Regions from separate parts of the Mus musculus genome. Here region 1 is linked to region 2. Evidence: chromatin contacts called from public HiChIP or PLAC-seq data. All regions are on one chromosome and are shown on one strand. The core of a region is the stretch at or near the end of the contact, and the rest is flanking DNA. Distances in the headings are between cores, read along the strand shown. Region 1 overlaps Pvt1 (Pvt1 oncogene). Region 2 overlaps Gm38563 (a long non-coding RNA gene).

What was found. HiChIP or PLAC-seq counts read pairs in DNA pulled down with a chosen protein or histone mark.
Region 1: a contact with region 2 is called in a CTCF HiChIP or PLAC-seq map of the NIH/3T3 cell line, with 5 read pairs. The contact joins two enhancer-like sites. A contact is called at or near these places in 1 of 15 datasets of contacts at CTCF or cohesin (the NIH/3T3 cell line) and 1 of 9 other capture datasets (embryonic stem cells).

The regions. Positions count from the first base shown.
Region 1 is chr15:62,046,299-62,053,846 of GRCm38.p6, reverse strand. All of the region lies in intron 1 of Pvt1 (Pvt1 oncogene), which reads right to left. Among named protein-coding and RNA genes, the nearest start is that of Pvt1, 12 kb to the right of the region's middle. Within about 2 kb of position 4,841, at least 62 of the 459 cell types and tissues checked have an H3K27ac peak or open chromatin away from gene starts, as enhancers often do. A contact at or near this core is called in the NIH/3T3 cell line, where this site is marked.
Region 2 is chr15:61,165,009-61,171,783 of GRCm38.p6, reverse strand. Gm38563 (a long non-coding RNA gene) reads right to left here. Exons shown (of 3, transcript XR_875374.2): 3 at 4,821-6,350. Among named protein-coding and RNA genes, the nearest start is that of Gm38563, 11 kb to the right of the region's middle. Within about 2 kb of position 2,578, at least 20 of the 459 cell types and tissues checked have an H3K27ac peak or open chromatin away from gene starts, as enhancers often do. A contact at or near this core is called in the NIH/3T3 cell line, where this site is marked.

The sequences.
Region 1 (7,548 bases), core at 3,592-6,091, 880 kb before region 2:
ATATAGAACAGCTGAAGGAAACTGGAGGCCCCTCAGGCTGTGTATTCCAGCTATAAACCAGTCTGGCCAGCTAGGGCAGTCTGGCCTCAGCCTCAGGGGCTTCTCTGAACTCAATGCAAGCAGAGTTTATATAGACAAGAGTGGTCTCTTTAAAAGCTCAAGTCTGACTGCTAGGATCCTAACAATACTGCCCAATTCCTGAGTCATGACTTCAGTGGGACCCAGCTGTGGACCCAAGCTTGATGGAGACAAAGGCTTATGCTCTCTGCTACTGCAATTCCATAAACTCCAGGGGACTTTCCATGCACAGGCCTTTTCCTTTTCCTATTTCCTTTTGATACTGGTAAAAAAAAAAGTCCAATACTCAACTGGAGAACAACCCATACTCTCTCTCGGTCACATAAACTAGAATATGCAGACACATCTGGCATAGCATTCTGATCTCACTTCTGCCCTAGTTCAAAATCAGTCACATTCCCTCCGGGCAAGATTAGAGCACCTCAGGTGATATCAAAAGACCCCTGACTACAGTCCGGGCCCATCTAGACTCAAACATTACCATTCAGACAGAAGTCCTTTCTATTTCCAAAATGAATGCTGAATTTGTATTCGTCCCTTCTCCCACTAGCGAAGAGTTCTCTCCAAACTTTCTGGCTTCTATTGTTAACTGGCCAATCCATTCTCAACCTAGCAATGAGAAAGGAGCAGAAGACACAGAGGAACGTTGAAGGGTCCCTATACAGGGAACTGTCCCCACCTAGACCTGGCCCTGCCCCCACAGACATATTTACCCTAACTGCACAATTCTCTTGGCATTCTGAATAACCCCCAGGTTTCTCCTGCTTTCGGGCCTTCAAATGTGCTGTTCTCTTTGCCTAACAGACAAAAGAGAACCATACTCTCTCTTTTTTTTCTTGCACCCCGGCCCCCCAAACCATACTCTTAAAGTATGAAGAGTATGAAGAAGTCAGCTAGTTATATCTGCTTCCATTTACCCACCCACACACACACACACACACACACACACACACACACATATTTTCAAAATGTATACATGGTAGGTATAGATGTCTATATTCTTATAAATATAAAATCTTATAAATATATATTTATATAAAAATGAGATAGAAGTTTTATCTAGCCCAATGCAAGCAGAGTTTATATAGCCAAGAGTGGTCTCTTTAAAAGCTCAAGTCTAACTGCTAGGATCCTAACAATACTGCCCAATTCCCGAGTCATGACTTCAGTGGGACCCAGCTGTGGACCCAAGGAGACATAGTTTGTGTCAAGGTGACAATCTGGAATGTGGCAATGCACACCAGTAATTTCAGCACTTGCAAGGCTGAGGCAGGGGAATTGCTGATCGTTCAAGGCCTACAGAGTAAATTTTGGGACAGCCAGAGCCATAGAGGAAGATCATGCTTCAAGGGAAGATACCATCTACTTCATACTCAGGGTCTAGATGGAATTGGAGTTGGACCTGGCCTTGAATTCTTAAGGGGCTGAAGCTGACCTTGAATTGCTAAAGCTCCTATCTCCGCCTCCCAAGTGCTAAGAATCTGAGTGGACACACAAACATCCAGTTTATGTTTGTCCACTAAACAGCATTAAAGGTAGCACGGTGTTAAGTAAAATAAGGCAGGCAAGGAAGATACCGAATGATCTCACAACTAAGTCACCTAAGCCAATGTCCTTGAGTTTGAGAGTAGAATGGTGGTCATCAGAAAGAAGCTGGGGAGCACAAGGGACAATGAGGCTAAGCCTCTGGGCACAGAGCCACAATCAGATGGAAGAAATGTGTTTAGTATGCTGGAACACACTGGTAATAAAAATGTAAGGTATATTTCAGAAAAGCTAAAAGAAAAGGTTTGTATGTTTTCCCACAGAAATGATCAGACTCTAAAGGAGATACACTTACTCAGATTCAAACATGTCTATACACACCTTAATACCATATGTTGCTCCATAAATAAAGACAATTTTTATGTCAATTAAAAAATACAATTGTTGCTGAGTGTGGTGGTGCACTCCTTTAATCCCAGCACTTGGGAGGCAGAGACAGGCGAATTTCTGAGTTCGAGGCCAGCCTGGTCTACAGAGTGAGTTCCAAGACAGCCAGGGCTATACAGAGACACCCTGTCTCAAAAAACCAAACAACAACAACAACAACAAAAAAAACAAAAACAAAAACAAAACAAAACAAAACAAATTGTCTAAAAACATGCGTTGTTCTAGTTTGTTTTCTGTTATTGCAGTAAAATACTGGCTGAAACCTACTTAGAAAGAGAGGGTTTATTTGGCTGACAGGTTCCAGCCTATCTTCAAGGGAAGCCAAGGGACCTTGGAGGAAGCTGGGACCCACTCAGGAGGAAAACTAGAATCCCATAGAGACAGGTACAGGGAGGCAGGAACTGAAGCAGAGACCAGGGAGGGCCACTGATTACTGATTTATTACCTATGTCTTGATCAGCTATGGATTTTAAACAGACAAGGACCTAGGGATGATCCTGCCAATGGTGTTCTGGGCTCTCATTAATTAATTAGTTAGTTAGTTAATTAATTAATTAGGAAAATACCCCAGAGATATTTTTATAAGTCAATGGTGAAGACAATTGCTCAATTAAAGTTACATTTCCCAGGAGACATAGTTTGTGTCAAGGTGACAATCTGGAATGTGGCAATGCACACCAGTAATTTCAGCACTTGCAAGGCTGAGGCAGGGGAATTGCTGATCGTTCAAGGCCTACAGAGTAAATTTTGGGACAGCCAGAGCCATAGAGCAAGATTATGCTTCAGGGGAAGATACCATCTACTTCATACTCAGGGTCTAGATGGAATTGGGGTTGGACCTGACCTGAAATCCTCTTCCCTGAACACAGCCTTTCAAAGGAGGGAAGAACCAACAGCCCTATCCAGCTATGACACCACCAATCCACAATGACAACCAGCATAGCTCCGTAAGCCTAAAGGTGCAATAGTGGCATGCATGTCATAACTGTAACCACAGCTCTTTAATTGAAGAGAAGACCTGCTCAGCAAAGGGAAACCCATGTCTTGTACTGGAAACCTAGTCAACTACCCAGGGTTAGGAAATCTTGTAAGAGGAGCTGTAACTGCTACTCTACTAAACCAGCATAATCCCCAACTATGGTCAAAACCTTTGTCCTTACACCCGCAGGTAAGTGTAGTCCTCAACACCTCCTTTAAAGAAAACTTCTTTTTGCAAAAGACAAAGACAATTAAAAAAAAAAAAAAAAAAGCATAGCCAATCAAAATACAAAGCTATAGAGCCTCATCCCAAAGTGTACATCTACAGTATAGCTCCCTAAGGCTTAGGGGCTCACTGTGGAAGAAAGGATAATAGGAAGATTGTAGAGTCAAAGAAGCAGTGAGTTTTCTGTAAGAACATGTCTTCTAGAAACGTCAGAAGCTACACCCGCTCTCCAACATGACTGTCTAAACATGAGCTGAACATGAACAAGGACAAAAACAACATGCTAACAACACTGGTAGAATAAAGCCCACAAGGCCCCAACCCTATGTAAAAGACTACTAAGAAAAGCTGAGACAGGAGAAATGGTCTTCTCTAGGGAAGAACACGACAACTGCTTATCCAATACCAAATGGTCAGCCTTGAAATCACACACATACAAGTAACATGCACAGGCAAGGCAAATTGTTTTTCTATATTTAGGAACACACACACACACACACACACACACACACACACACGTATGCGTACATCCACATGCATATAGACATTCACATCCATGTGTATGTAACAACAATTAAGAGACCTTTAATTTGGAAGAGAGCAAGGAGTGATATAGAAGAGGGTTTCAAGGAAGGAAAGGAACGGGCAAAATGATATAATTATAATCTCAGAAAATTAAAAGAAAAATGTAAAAATCTTTCCCAAAAGAAAGCAAGGAAACAAGGAAAGGAGGGGGGAGAAAGAAGGGAAGGAAAAGAACACATGAAAAGAGAGCGGAAAGGAGGCTTTGCCACTCAATACCAGCCCCGCCCTCTCACCCATTATCCAGGCTGCCCTGTAACCTTGCTCCAGCCCAGCCCACTTTCGCATCGCATCCTTCTCCACGAATCCTGAAGTTAGTACTGCAGTCCAAACTGGGAATCCTCAAATTTACCTCTGCGTGGGGCTGCACATGTGTTTCCAATTTCATGACACACAGGCAAGCTGGTCTGTGATGTGACCTCACACATTCACTAGCTGGTGGGCCGCAGAATCCTGTGTCACACAAGCCCACCAACGCTTGAGTCAGACTTCCTATTTCCGGCAAATGTTAAGCTGTGAAAGACATACTTCTTACGAGTAGCCCAAACATCCATCAGCTGGGGGAGGGGCCTCACACAATGTGGGACATCCGTGAAGCACAATGTTCCCCTCCTCCAGTGCAGGAACTGACAAACCACTCAGGGAGGGGACGAACAGAAGATCCTCACAGGTATGGCACCAGGTGACAGGAGCCAAAATGAGGAGACCACAGCCTTGGCAGTTCCATTAGCATAACATTCTGAAAAGGGTAACTCGGGCAGGTCTATGTACTTGTCAGAGCTGGAGCAAAGGAGATTCACAACAAAGAAAGGGGAGAGTTTTAAGGATGATGGATGCATCCTAGGTCTTGATTGTGACATAGGACTTGGCAGTGCTACCGAGCTATCTACATTTACCGAAACACATCGGAGTATTAAAAACAAACAAACAACAACCAAAAACACAAACACAAAGAATGAATTCTCCTCTTAAAAGCCTCTCTTTAGAGAAACCTGATTTTATGGGTGAAATTCAAAATCTATTCATATTAGTCATCCTTCTTGCTCACTGCTTTTGAGAATGTTTTTTAAATCTATTACTCACTCTGCTGTGGAGTCTGTTTATCTTTTGTTATTGGCTTTGGGAAATGCTGTGTGTGTGTGTGTGTGTGTGTGTGTGTGTGTGTAAGTAATATATTACAGACACTCTAAGTATCTTCCAAGTCTTAGTTATATTTTACTTTCACTTAGGTATCATTAGCAGGAGGGCTTGGACCATGGCATTCATGTAGAGGTCAGAAGACAAATTAAAATCATCAGTTCTCACCTTCCACTTTACATGTCTTGGAGCCAGGGACAAAAGCCAGGTTGTGAGGATTGGCCACCTCCCAAGCCTTTACCACCTGCAATCCTAGGTGTGCTATTTCTCTTTAATATCTCTTTTTTTTATCGAGCTCGTCTTCTGTGTTCCGTCTCTCTAGTTAACTTTGAACCTCAGCGTCTGACCTCTACCTCAGTTACTCACACAGCCCCTCAGTATCAATGTCTTCCCTGGCCATCAGCCCTCCCCACTTCCATCACATGTTCTTTACATTATACAATAATGTGGCCTACATGCATATGCTTCCTCGCTTGCAATAAGTCCTTGCAATAAGTCCCTTAAGTATCAATACCACTGTGCCTTTGAGCACTCCTGAATAAGCAAAACCTACCCAAGCATTCTGCACACAGCAGGTATCTCTAAACATCAGCTGATGAAGTGAGGGGGGAAGAAAAATCCAGGAGCTAGGCATGCAGCGGTGCAGGCCTGGGAGGTGTACAATTGGGGAGATCATAAATGTTTGGCTAGCCTAGAGTTCATAAGGAGCTTGAGGCTAGCCTGGGGTACATTAGAAAATGTTATTTGAAAAAGACAAAGGGCCAGGCAATGATGGTGCAGGCCTTTAATCCCAGCACTTGGAAGGCAGAGGCAGGTGAATTTCTGAATTTGAGGCCAGCCCTGTCTACAGAGTGAGTTCCAGGACAGCCAGGGCTACACAGAGAAACCCTCTCTCAACCCCCCCCAACCTCCCCGCCCCCCCCCCCCACACACACAGAAGAGAGAAAGAGAGAGACAGGGAGAGAGAGAGACAGATAAGAGGGTACATATGATAGAGATAAACATGTTTGTAGCAAGTAACTCACTAAACATTTAAGACAAGTTAGAAGATCATGGAAAGAGCAACATTGCATGTCTCCAAAAAACAGTAAATTCACCTAAAATTCTAAAAATCTTTAGATGCTAGAATACAGAAACCCTGGCCGTATGATTTGTCAGGAACAAAAAAAAAAAAAAAAAAAAAAAAAAAAATCAATCTATCTAAGTGTTTATAAAGCTCAGTAACTAAATAAAATAAATCATATCGAAGGAAAGAGTAAACAATGAAACAGACCACAGATACTACTCAACCAATAAAGTCAGGTGAGCAATACATAGGCTTATTCAGGAATGTGTATGACCTACGACCGGGCAGCAACAAAGCAAGAAGCCAGCAGCTCAGCATATACACGGTAATTATTATAACTATCTAAGAAAAAAAGCAACGACAGAAAGACAAAACCCAAGATAATATTAATCATACTTGACTGAAGAAATTTTTTCAATTTTATAACTGTTTTTGGTGGGAGTAGATTACTGGAGGGAAGTGCTGGCCATCAAATCCATACAGGGCCTTATGCACGACATACACATACTGCCAAGTCCCTAACTTCAGAAACCATTCCCCCTCCCACATCAGCTTTTCCTTTCTCCCTCCTTCCCCTCCCTGATGGGGGTGGTGTTTACAGAGGCTTGAACTCAGGGTCTTGAGAATGCTGGGAGAGCATTCTAACACTGATCTGTCTGTCCCCCAGTCCTCCTTCCCATTCTGACGAATAAGCTCATCCTTCATTGAGGACGAGACTTTTCATTTCCCTAGTCATACCTCTGTCCCAGAATTCCCACCAGATGCTTGCTCCCGAAGCCCACCTTCCCCGTGCTCCCCAGCATCTGTCTAAATACTTGCTGAGACGCTTAAAAGGTCCTATTTTAGCCAGGTAGTGAGGGTGCAACCCTTTAATCCCAGCACTTGGGAGGCAGAGGCAGGTGGATTTCTGAGTTCAAGGCCAGCTTGGTCTACAAAGTGAGTTCCAGGACAGCCAAGGCTACACAGAGAAACCCTGTCTCAAAAAAAACAAACAAAAAGAAAAAGAAAAAGAAAAAGAAAAAGAAAAAGAAAAAGAAAAAACGAGAGGCCCATTGGACACACAAACTTTATATGCCCCAGAACAGGGGAACGCCAGGGCCAAAAAGGGGGAGTGGGCGGGTAGGGGAGTGGGGGTGGGTGGGTATGGGGGGGACTTTTGGTATAGCATTGGAAATGTAAATGAGCTAAATACCTAATAAAAAATGGAAAGAAAAAAAAAAAAAAAAAAAAAAAAAAGAAAAAGAAAAAACAAAGCAAAAATTGTCCCAAGCTAATGGCACATACCAATCAGTCTGACCATTGTTGATCTAGATAGCACTCTACTCTCTTACTTCCCCACAGACATCTCACTTCCTGTCTCCATTCAACACCCCATGACCCAGGGACCAGGCTGCTCAATGGTCAGTCCTACCAGGAAGAATCCAGCTGCATCTCTCCCTGTCCTGGGGCCAGACTTCTCTGCTGCAGCAGATCCATGGCTACGGTCCCACCCACCTGCCTATTCTCTCCCCTCAAACGGGCCAGCAGTTATGTTCACCCTCCTTTTTCT
Region 2 (6,775 bases), core at 1,329-3,828:
GCCATCATGTTCATTGCCCTGTTTCAGATATTCAGTGATGCCTGTGCTCTTAAAATACAGGTTATAACTCATGATTTCCTATCATGCTGCCTGGTCTGATCCATGCTGACTATTCCAGCTTCCTTTTGGTCTTTACTTCCAGCTTCTGACCACCTGCACTGTTGCTCCTACCTACATCAATATTTGTTCCTAACTGTCTTATTCCTTTTCTATTGGACTCTCACCCTTTAAACTTCGACCTGCACTGTTGTTCCTACCTAAATCAAGGTATTTGTTCCTAACTGTCTTATTCCTTTTCTATTGGACTCTCACCCTTTAAACTTGACCTTAAATCTTGCCTCTTTAGATAGGACTTCTAATACCTCAAACTACACTACCATTCTCTAACAGATTTCTTTATAAAGTCCTAAATTATTACTATGTCACTGTTAGAATAATGGGGTGAGAGCCCCAGCAAAGGAGCCTGAGGTCAAATCTTGAGTTGTCTACTTACAAGCTGAGGAATTCTGGATAAGTTCATATGTGTGCTTCAGCTCTCTGATCTATAAAATGTAGTGACAATACTTTACTCTGTGCATCTCAGAGGTTCACTGTAGAACTGAGCTGGTTAATGTATTTAAAACCGTTTGCAGAGTGCCCAGAAGGATCAGATGCTAAATGACATTCTGTTGGTATTAGAAAGATCATCTACATATTGATGTATAATTGTTGAAACTCTGTGTACTCCTGTAAATGGTAAGCCCTCTAATAACAAGTACCGTGTCTCTCTGATAGCCAACACTTGATGCTCTTGGAATAAAATATATGTTCTTATCTTTCTCGTTCTCAGCATTATTATCTCATGTTTTCTCCTCATCAATGACCATTTTGATAGATGAGGATATCCACTTCCCAGTGAGAGGTAAAGGAGCTCTTGGTACTATGTGAGCTCTTATTTACAAATAGAGTTGGCGTCCAATTCTGATCTATAGACTGATGGTTTTCCTTGTGTAGTATTTGTGGGAGATGCCTGATTGGTCATCTGCAGGCTATGGTAGGAGAATATTGAAAACAGCTTATGTCAATGAAAGAGTTTGCATAGTAAGTCCTTAAATATTTCCTCTGGAGACTTCAACTCATCAGTGGTTATGACAAATACATGAGTCTATTGAATCCAACTTCAATTGTATTTCTAAAAATAAAACAAACAAACAAAAAAACCCTTATAACCTCTTATCCAGCATTACTCAGTCAGTTGGTGGAAGTTGGGCTAAAGGTTTGGGATGTAGAATCATCAAAGTTTTCTGAATATAGAAGATATAATCTCATATAACCTTGAAAGACATAGAAACGTGAAGAAAGAATTCCAAATCTTCCAGTAAAGGGACAGAGATAGCAATAGTGCCATTTGGAGAGATTTATATGAAATACTTGTGTTGGAGAAAACATTGCTATAGAATTCCTGAGTTCAAGATACTTTGATTTCAATGGTAGATGTCAAATCATTGGCTGTTGCATCTTTGTGCAGTTTTGAAAGACCATAAGTCTGCTCCGTTTTTAAGGACTGAACTCAGCATACAGAAAACAAAAGACTGTTTACTCCTGGATGCACAGAAAACAGGTAAGGTATTCATTGTATAAGTAATCAGGATATTGTATCATATATTTAAGAGCATATATTTCAGAATGAGTCATATAAACCTGGATGAGCAACCCCTGACATTAATGACCCTGCCTATTTGGCATCTATAAGCTTCCATGCTCTGTTACAAAGTGGAGATACTAGTATATGGTCACAAGATTACTGAAAGAGTTAATGTAGATCATGTAAATACTTACTTAACACTAACCATCATTTTTATACCAAGAGAAAGAAAGAGATGACTATTAAATATGAACAAAAATCACAGTCTGGAGTAATTCCTAAATGGAATGGAATCCTAGCACCTGGAAAGGATAGTACAAGGAATAAAATATGGTATTGGAAAAGGACTCCAAGCCCTTACACAAGTGAATCTTAAAAATAAATTCTATCATGTAATTGGACTGGAAAGGCTCTTGTGAAAGCCAAAAAACTTGGGCTCTAAAGTGACTCATAACCTACTCTTGGTGTTCTTCAGCCAACTTTATATAAATCCTCATAGTTCAAAGACATACAGAAGTGCTCATTTTAACTGGTAATTTGGAGGTCACTTAAGACTAAAGGTCATGGACTAGTTGGCCCGTGGTTCCCAGGATAGCTAGGCAGCTCACCAATAATTGGTGGTCCCTTGCAGGCATAATCACTGTTTTGTCCAATGGTATCCATTGACACGGCTTGGAGTGGCTAATGGCAAGGCACATTCTACTCGTTGTCAAGTGTGGAAAAGGAAACCAATGTTTTGGAGTACTTTTTTGACTTCAAGTGTTCTATTACAAAATGTCCATATCCATTAGATCTCCAAACTTTATTGAAGTAAATGTTCCCACCCTTTAGGCTGTGGGAAAGCAATGGTTAATGACTCTTAGGGATTTTGTGAGTCACAAATCTAGATAGGTGACCTTTGAGCCAAGACCAGTGCCAGCTCTTCCATATCACTCAGTCCTGATAGATTCTAGTTAATCAAAAGCTCATAGCCCAGGAACAAGAGCCATTGAAAAATGCCTGTAATCATACTTTGCTATAGCTTTATCTAGAAGAAGTAATTATAAAAGTAAGGGAAGGGGAAGCCCCATTCACTTCATACTTCCCTCTTGGGAGAGGTCTTTTGAGTTAAATTCCATTTCCATGGTTCTGTAGGTGGTTTCACAATGAGATAGACATGCCTGTTCAACAGAGGAAGTAGTTGGCCCCTTGTCTCTGGGAGAAACAAGAAAGGATGCCATGTTATTCAGAACTAGGGCTTGCTGTAATCTCTGGGCATCGATCCCCTATGCTCTACCCCCTTTTCCTCCAAAGCACTGGGGGTGGGGGTGGGAAGAGTATGCAACCTCATCTAGATTTTGGTGGGGTGTTGGAGATCCTAATTAGGGTTCTCAGCTTGAGCAGTCTCAGAACTCATTGAGCCATTACCTTGGTCCACTTAAGATTCTGTGTCACATTCTCAGAAGTTTTGATTCATGACAGCAAAGTTCATCTCCAATCCAGGAAAAAAAATAATTATGCAGGTGCGCTTTAGAGAATTTAGTAGTATCTGCCTGACTGGGATGCAAGAAAAAGCTGTAGAAGCCAGGAAGATGTGCTTGGAGGAATTAGTAGGGGAAAGTTCAGAAGAGGATTTGATTCCATGATAAGAGGTTGTGAAAAAAAAAAAAACTGGATGTTTATGGATTCCTGTTAGCCTCGTAGTGATACAGTGCATACATTATAATAATCACTGTTGCAGAAAGACTATATTAAGTTGGTTCAATAGATTTAGAATAGCTAGGAGAACAGTTTTTCTCTTTATACCACCCACGCCCCATCAATAGACACACAAACATATAGATTATAGATAGATAGATAGATAGATAGATAGATAGATAGATAGATAGATGATAGAGATGGATAGATAGAAAGACACATAAATATACAGATGATAATTAATTAGATAGATATAGATTGAGATATAGAGAGATGTCTTCTTTCGTTATCTGTGTGTATATATGTGCACGTGTATGGGCATGACTGTGTGTTTGTGTGTCCATGTTGATTCAAATAAAGATATAAGGAGGCTTGAACTGAAACCAGTAAAAAAAAATATACATTCTTGTGATGTTTTAATAAAATTATCCTCATAGGCCCTCCGGGAGTGGTACTTTTTGAAGTAGGTGTGACCTTGTTGGAGGAAGTATTGTCACTCTAAATGGGCTTTGAGGTTTCAGATGCTCAAGCCAGGCCCAGGGTCACCCTCTCTTCCTGTTGCCAGCTTATCTGGATATAGAACTGTCATCACCATGTCTTCCTGACTGTCACTGTCTTAGTTAGGGTTTCTATTCCTGCACAAACATCATGACCAAGAAGCAAGTTGGGGAGGAAAGGGTTTATTCGGCTTACACTTCCATACTGCTGTTCATCACCAAGGAAGTCAGGACTGGAACTCAAGCAGGTCAGGAAGCAGGAGCTGATGCAGAGGCCATGGACAGATGTTCTTTACTGGCTTGCCCAGCCTGCTCTCTTATAGAACCAAGACTACCAGCCCAGAGATGGTCCCACCCACAAGGGGCCTTTCCCCCTTGATCACTAATTGAGAAAATGCCTTAGTGTTGAATCTCATGGAGGCATTTCCTCAACTGAAGCTCCTTTCTCTGTGATACTCCAGCTGTGTCAAGTTGACACAAAACTAGCCAGTACAGTCACCATGCTTCCTGACATACTGATAATGAGCTAAATCTCTTAACTGGGAGCTATCTTTAATAAAATGGTTCCTTATAAGAGTTGCCATGATCAGGTGCAGGGTACAATCATACCAGGCTCCTGTCAGCAAGAGCTTCTTGGCATCAGCAATAGTGTTGGGGTTTGGTGTCTGCAGATGAGATGGATCCTTAGGTTGGGTGGTCTCTGGGTAGCCTTTCCTTCCTTCAGTCTCTGCTCTACTCTTTGTCCCTGCCTTTCCTTTAGACAGAAACAATTCTGGGGTAAATTTTTTGAGATGGGTGAGCTCGATACATCAACTGGGGGTTCTGCCTATTGATTCCCCAGCATAGTTGGACACTAGAGTGGTGAGGCGTGTGTGGGAGAGTGGGTGTTCGAGCACCCTCATAAGGGCAAAGGGGAGGGAGAATGGGATGGAGTGGGTTGGCAGGGTACTGGGAAGGGGGATATCATTTGAAATGTAAACAAATCAAGTGATTAATAAAAGAAAGAAGAAAAAGAGTTGCCCTGGTCAAGGAGTTTCTTCACAGCAATAGAAAGCCTAAGAGAATTTTCAAGTAAAAATAGTTTGGGGACATTCAATACAGACTTCATTCAAGTCAGGGTACACAGAAGCCACAAGAATACTGTTTAGAATCTTGGAGACCTGGAGCAAGAGAATGGCTTCCTGTATGGATAAAGTAGGCTTACTATTGATGATTCCTTCAGTGTATAGTAAGCCTCAAATCAAGGAAAGCATGGAACACATCCCTTAACCCCAGGCTTTCCTTCTCTCTGTTTTCACAGCCGAAGCACAGCAACTAGGGAACTGATGATGCCAAGCCTGCCAAGCAATAGCACTGGATGGAGAAGGATGGCAAGTGGCTCTAGAATGGCAATGAAAAATGCAGTACCCAGGAAATGAGCATAAAAACATTCAGAAATCAATGAACTGAATAGGTTTTTGTGAATTAGAGTCCATATGAGAACATATATATAGAGAGCAAGAAAGAGAGGAAAAGATTATGAACCTGGGACTTCTAGCTGAAGTCATGAGGATCGTTGTGGTACACTTGATTTAGGAGTGGTAAACATGGGAAACTAGATTCTTAAGGAGGTGTTCATGACTCAGAAGTATGTTGATATAAGATACATGTTGATTAAAGAGCACCCCAGTGCAAATGCCAGCTGGGCAGGTGAGTGAAACAAACCATATCTCAAGGACACGTGTAGGCTCCAGAAATGCATTTGAGAGTTGTCAGCACATGCATGGTGCCTAATGAGATGATAATGGCTACTAACTAGAGGGAGTGTGTAAGAAAAATCAAGAAGACAGCCTACCTCCTGCTTCTTCGATCAGTTGAGAAGTAGCTATTACGGAAATTCGAGGAAGAAGAAAACAGAAGGAACCCTTAGGCATGCAGGATGTCAGAAAGTCCTAAGGAAAGAACATTATTGAAGGAAGGGGTGGAACAATCATGAAGAATGCACAGCTGAAGCTGTGACTCTTCAGTAAGTGGGAAAGGGAGGAGGCCTGGTTAGAATGAGCTGTCCACCAACAAAAGTGATAACGAGTTACTGTGTTCCCTCTCTCACTAAATAAAAGAAAGTTAATGCTGACACGTTATGTCAGCAGTTCGCAACCTCTGTGTCATGACACCTTTGCAGGCAAAGGATCCTTACACGGGGGTGACCTAAGACCATCACATACATTTACATTACATTACAATTCGTAGCAATAGGAAAATTACAGTTTTAAAATAGCAACAAAATAACTTTATGGTTGGGGGTCACCACCACCCGAGGAACTGTATTAATGGGTTGCTACATTAGAAAGGCTGAGAACTACTAATTTAAGTTAAACTCATGTCTACAGATATGAATGCAGGTCTTGGATTCCACGGGCCATGTCTTTTCCTCATTGCTGAGTAATTTTCCAGTTCTGTGATTCATACTGCACGGAGTGTAGTTATACAGTAACTTTCCAGTGGGCCTCTCACCCCAGGGATTTGCCATGTCTGACCTTCTCTTAGGCAAAAGATGAAGAAAATTTCTCATCCTAAGGAGGGAAAGAAAAAAAAAAAAGAACATAACCTAAATGGCAAGATATTAATCTTGAGACCATTTACAGGGAGGTGTTAAGTGGCCCCGTTGGCATTAACAGCAGTAAGCTTCGAATATCACTTGTACAGCAAGCTGCTTAGCTCTGCAGATAGCAAGTCACAGCAGGCCTTCTTGGGTTGCAAATATAGTCACTCTGTTTGCCAATTAACTCTTTCCCACATTGTGTTTTATATAACCAGCCAGGAAGCTTTTGCTTCGACAGCAGAATCTGCTGGCAAATGGTACTGTCCTGGGAATTGAAGTGATGCGACAGTAGCCACGGCAGTGGTCAAAGGGGACAGGAGAAATCATGGAGAAACAGTCATTAGTGAGCCAGAGCCTCCTGAGGCTTGCTTTTCTCTGGAATAAGTGTCCATATCC